Regions from separate parts of the Gasterosteus aculeatus genome. Here region 1 is linked to region 2. A link is a contact called in public Hi-C data. All regions are on one chromosome and are shown on one strand. Each heading gives the region's core, a stretch centred on a gene start, on an enhancer-like site or on the middle of the called end of the contact. The rest is flanking DNA. Distances are from core to core; before and after follow the strand shown.

The links. Hi-C and Micro-C count contacts between places; a contact is called where the count stands out from the background.
Region 1: a Hi-C map of skeletal muscle shows a contact between it and region 2, with 7 times the contacts expected there. The contact joins two enhancer-like sites. A contact is called at or near these places in 4 of 6 Hi-C or Micro-C datasets (skeletal muscle, tail fin and whole body).

What each region holds. Positions count from the first base shown.
Region 1 is chrX:14,404,487-14,407,228 of fGasAcu3.hap1.1, reverse strand. No RefSeq gene overlaps it. Among protein-coding and RNA genes, the nearest start is that of LOC120809223, 6.8 kb to the left of the region's middle. Within about 2 kb of position 1,263, at least 4 of the 9 cell types and tissues checked have open chromatin away from gene starts, as enhancers often do.
Region 2 is chrX:14,322,745-14,325,444 of fGasAcu3.hap1.1, reverse strand. It overlaps reln (reelin), which reads left to right. Exons shown (of 64, transcript XM_078082891.1): 29 at 599-756; 30 at 856-1,063; 31 at 1,173-1,249; 32 at 1,636-1,794; 33 at 1,920-2,114. Among protein-coding and RNA genes, the nearest start is that of bncr, 19 kb to the right of the region's middle. Within about 2 kb of position 1,279, at least 1 of the 9 cell types and tissues checked has open chromatin away from gene starts, as enhancers often do.

The DNA of each region.
Region 1 (2,742 bases), core at 14-2,513, 82 kb before region 2:
AGGAAGCGATGCAAAGTTCTTTTTATAGTTTTCCAACCTCCAGCCCCTCCGTTTCACACATTAATATATCACAATAGTAGCTCGAACACAAAACACTGGTCTCCTGGTGTTGAAGCCGGGGCCTGGCGCTCTCGCAGGTCTCCTCCTTCTTCCGGCGCTCAGTCGCTCTCCCCTCTATATGCTCAGCCTGAGCCATCACCGCAACCGCTCTCAGGTGCGCAGGGGCGGAGCCTGCACTCAGAAGGGCCAAACCAATTAATAATCACAAAAACAAACTCAGAAGGCTGTGGCCGTAACAGTCCTTTCAACTAATTATTTGTTTCCTCTTTTGTTCACAGGGAGTGGGGAGTAGATTTAGAGCTACCCGGGGGAATCCATCACTTCTCTGTCTATAAACACCAGTTTAGACCTGGGCGGACCACCACCTGTACGTTTGGTTAGGGCGCCTTGACCGTGTGCCAGGAAGAGTGTATTTTCTATTGGTTAGTACAGGTTAGGGGTGGGGACCTTTTGTTTATTTCTTTGTTTTGGTCCGTCCAGCCCACCCCTTTTCCCAGAAAGTTATTGTTTATTTATGTATATTTATTTTTGTGTTTAGATATAAGCGTTTATCCAGTATTTTGTGTTTGTCCTTTTTCTCGCACCGCGACTCCATACCCTATTTGCTGGCATCGGTGGGCCCGAGCAGTGGGTTGCCATGTTCCCCTCACTTTTGGGAGCTGGAACGTAACAAGCTATATTAATGTTCACTCGCTCCTTGCTGGTTCACAGTGGTCCTTTTCATTTATGCCAAATTCACCTGCAAAAAGTCAATTCCAGATATATAGCCAGCTCCAGTCCAGGCTCGTTTACTAGAATCAAGTGAATATCGCTTCTCTGGTGAGGTCAGCCTCGCCAGAAAGGGTTTCACCAAACACGGTCAATAATAATATATATATACTTGCTTTTAGAGATTTTGCAGTGGTCAGAATGTTCACATGCAATGGGTAGTATAACATGTAACAACGATTGCGTTTTTTTATTTTTATTTTTTTTTACAGGTAAGGATTTAGTTTTGGAGTTGTAAAACACTAACATTTGTTTGCTCAGGGTAAGCTAATATTTTGAGTCGATTATTTTATTCACTATAAATTTAAAAATTCTGTCTTTCTGTTTGTACACTATACTGTATGGTTAGTTCCAATTTTCACTACACCCCATGTGCATTGCAGGTATACTTCCTCAATTTGAATCACGTGACTACCAGGAGTTTTAAAGTGACGCGACCCTCTCTTTACACCGCTCTGGGTACAACCGGTAGCACTTTGGGAAGAAAACCAACGACACAAACCTGATTTATTTCACAACAATGCAGCATGAGGGTATTTCTTTTGTTTCAGTAAAGGATTTGTTTAGGAATCAAATAATGTTTTCAAAATGGAGATAACCGTTGAGTCTTAATGGTGTAAATGTTTTAGATAAAATGAAGCCTAAAATAATATACTTGAGCTCAGTTTGGGAAGGCTTAGTGACAATCCTAGTGTGACGTCATGGAGGAGCTAGCTCGCGCTAACTAAGATTCCTTATGACAAGCGAGGAGGTGAGTAGGAGCCAACTTACTCTGTGTATGATCATTCAAACTATTATTTTATGTTTATTTTGTTATATTAATGTATATCCTACCTAACCCTAACTTATTTGTTTAACCTTAATAAAGTGAAACTTATCAAACACTAATTAAAAAACACTTGTACAATGTGACTCCCAGCTCCACACATCAGCGCCTCAAACAAATTGAACTGGATTCTGAATCTGAATGCTTTGACCATATAGGCTATCATGCTTCCTTTTAGTTGCCCTTTCCTCCAATTAATACTTTTATTTATTCCCGACCAGCCCAGCTCCTCACAGCGCTCCTGCTTTACATAACCTCCTTAAACTATTCAGTTAACAGGAGTACTTCATATCAAAATCAATTCAAATTGATATAAAGTTTTTAGTATTTTGGATAAATTATAGTACTTGTGTGTACCTGGAGGTGGCGCTATCGGATTACAGTCCGGTACAATACATTTACAACACAGATCCACATTTCAGAACTTTCAGAACAGCGTTTCATATGGCAGATTTGTTCTTATTTCATTTTTAAAAATATTTTTGGTCGATTTGAGATTGATTACATGTATAATAACAGCCTTTGAGCAAGGCTTTTCTCCTAACCACGACCTAAACGCACCGTCTCGGATTGATTCACAGTGGATGTAATACTTCATCTGACCACTAAGGGGCAGTGTAGCCCAGCATTAGACTGTGTTCCAGACCGGAGGATCGGAGTCACACATGTATGACGCAGCATCAAAGCTATCCTATAATATTCCTTGTACGATAAATCTAATGTATCAGTGGTTTCTGTCTAACTCTATCTTGCTGTTGTTCAAAGACACCAAAATGCTCTGCAAGATCATTTATTATGTCACTAATCTGTTGTCTTATCCCTGTGATAGTTGAGGCCCGGTTTCAAAGGCCATGCTTCTCATGCTCTGTTCCCCTCTGGACCACAGGCCTCACTAAGCCTGCTGCTGTGCACAAGGATATTAGAATAAAGAACAAATTTGTGAATCCGCTTTAGCGACCCTGAGTGGATAGAGATGGTTTAACCAATTTAAGATATTACTTCGTCACTACGTACCATCATTTAACCTCATTCAAGACATATTTTGAATTTGTAAGTTAGCTTTGCCTCGTTTTGGCTAATGGGGCTTC
Region 2 (2,700 bases), core at 30-2,529:
AGCAGAAAAGTATGAAAAAACACAAATACAGTTAATTTGTTAGCGTCTTCAGAGAATTAGTGAATCAGGGAAAAGATGCAAATACTGAATTTGTGTCATGAAACATAAATGAATAAAGTTAGCCTAAATATATGATTTTTAAAAAGATTAAGAAAAAAAGGATTACAATATCAACAAATAAACAAATGATTTCTTCAATCCTGGCCTTACAATTTTCCCTTTCCTCTTTCTTAATTGCCTTCAGGAGCTTTGGATGGAAATAGAACTCTGGCTCAGGCTGATTTTCCCCCTCACAATCGGACTCATTAGCCTCACGCTTATTTATAATTTGCCACATAGATAATTGCAATCAGATGAAAAAGCTGAGAAAATTACTGTCAGCTGCAAAACTTTATGGACGTGTTTGCATTGTAATATAATTACGGTTGTTACATATATTTCGTGAATCGAACCTTGAGACTGGAGAGATGGTTGCAAATGATACATAATTCACAAAGCTACCGGCGGATGCAATCCCTTCTTTGTGAATATATATTCTGACTGGTAAATTTAAATGTCTTTATCACTTTCTTCTACCTCCTTCCCCTCATTTCCACAGTAAAACACGCTTCCGCTGGTTCCAGGAGAGCAGCGTGTACAGAGATGCTCCGCCTTTCGCCCTGGACGGGGTCTACATCTCTGAGCCTTGTCCCAACCACTGTGGGGGACATGGAGATTGCATCTCTGGCGTTTGCTTCTGTGATATGGGTTACACAGGTACAATAACAGATAGGGAAGGCAAAACAAATAAAATACATAATGGTTTTAATGTATCTTTGTCAAATATACCTTTTCATTTCCTATTTTATTGAATAGTGGAGCAGGATAGTTGTGTGCCGTCGGTGGCCGGTCCCACTGAGCTGACTGAGGGCTTCGAGGGGAAGTTGAGCCCTCTCTGGCAGAGCCTAAGTGGGGGACAAATTGGAGGTGGATGTGGCATCATTGGGGAGGGCAAAGCTCTGTACTTCAGTAGCCCCGGGAGGAGAGAAGCGCGCACAGTGCCTCTAGACACCACCAACACCCGGTGAGGAGAATCCACATCCGTACATCTCTCACATGGAGGCATTGGAGTCCAGTTCAATTGGAGGTTATTTATTTGAAACTGAAATTGAGTTGTTACTGTTTCCACACAGATTGGTTCAATTCTACATCCGAATAGGCAGCAAGAGTTTGGGGCCCACGTGCACGAGGCCTCGGTCCCGCAACGAAGGTAATTCTAACATGCTGTAGTGAGGCCCTCTGCTGCATTCGTGTGGCTGTTCCTCAACGGTGCATTGAAACGAGCAGCTCCACGTCTGATCTGATCAGTTCACGCCTCGTTTGTCTCATTTGTTCCTTTTGACAGTTTGCACTTTGACTGTGCAGTTTCCAATCTGGGCGTCATTCTCAGTCTATTCTAGTCTGTTTAGTCCAGTCAGAAGCGGTGAAGCGGTGCTGAAGGCTCAGTCTGATCGTTCCTGTAATGTCAGACTAAACAGCTTATTTCAGAAAAAAGTATTTTCTGCTGGTTTTATTTTGTAGTTGACATAGTTTTACCATAGTGTTTGTGTGTGCACAAAAATAAGTTCTCTCCCTCTGCTCTTTGTTTGATTGCAGGAGTCATTGTCCAGTTCTCTACAAACAATGGGGTCCAATGGCAGTTCGTTAGGGAGCTGGACTTTAGTTCCTTCCTAGAGCCCCAAGTGGTGACCATAGAGTTACCACCTGTTGCCAAAACTCCTTACACAGTATTTCGGTGGTGGCAGCCACAGCAGGGTAAGTTCTTAAGCAGGGTGAGCAGTACTACAGAAAAGCCCGGAAACATTACAATACTACAGATGTATTTGATATCGCAGCTTTAGCTTTGTAATCCATGTATATTTCTCTCTCCACGCTTGTAGGGAAACACTCTGCACAGTGGGCTTTGGATGATGTCTTGATCGGTATGAACGACAGCTCCAGAACCGGCTTCCACGACAAGTTTGACGGGATGACGCCTCTGAGGCACAACTGGTACCGCGTTCAGGGTGGGGAAGTGACTGTGGACTGTTTATCTCTGGACACGGCACTGACCTTCAACTCCGAGGCCATCGATAGTGAGTTACGCGAAAACATCCCTGCTCGCACGCATTCAATGAAGAGAGTTGATGACTGCCGGATCCGTAGTTGTAATTCCTTGTCCGGCTCAGAATGTGTGTGCGTGGGAAGTGAAGGAGTGACTCCCTGAGCAACCCTGACTAAGACTCTGTGTTTGCAGCCAGCAGCCCAGTGAGAAGCTGTTGGAGTGAATGTGAAGCAGAACTATACGCAGCCATGCATATGCACATTAAGTAAACCACCACTGACTGTATATTCAGATACTCAGCAGAAGTATGCATATAAATGGCTGCACAGTGAAATCGTAGCTTTACCCGCACTAAAGGCTGAAACTCGAGTCACCCATTGACTGTGGCGCTGTGGGTCCTGCATTATTAACGAGAGCAAACCTGAATTAACATCCTGGTTGTTATTTGTTGCTTGCGCCAAGCTGTAAACGGATTTACTTTGCACAAATATTACATTACAACGGGGCACATTCATTTAGCGCACAGAGCCGGACTGATTTGGCAACACATGATGCACCGAATGTCTCTGACTCTACGGCTGTCCTGATACGTGCTTAAGCACCACCCATTTTACAAT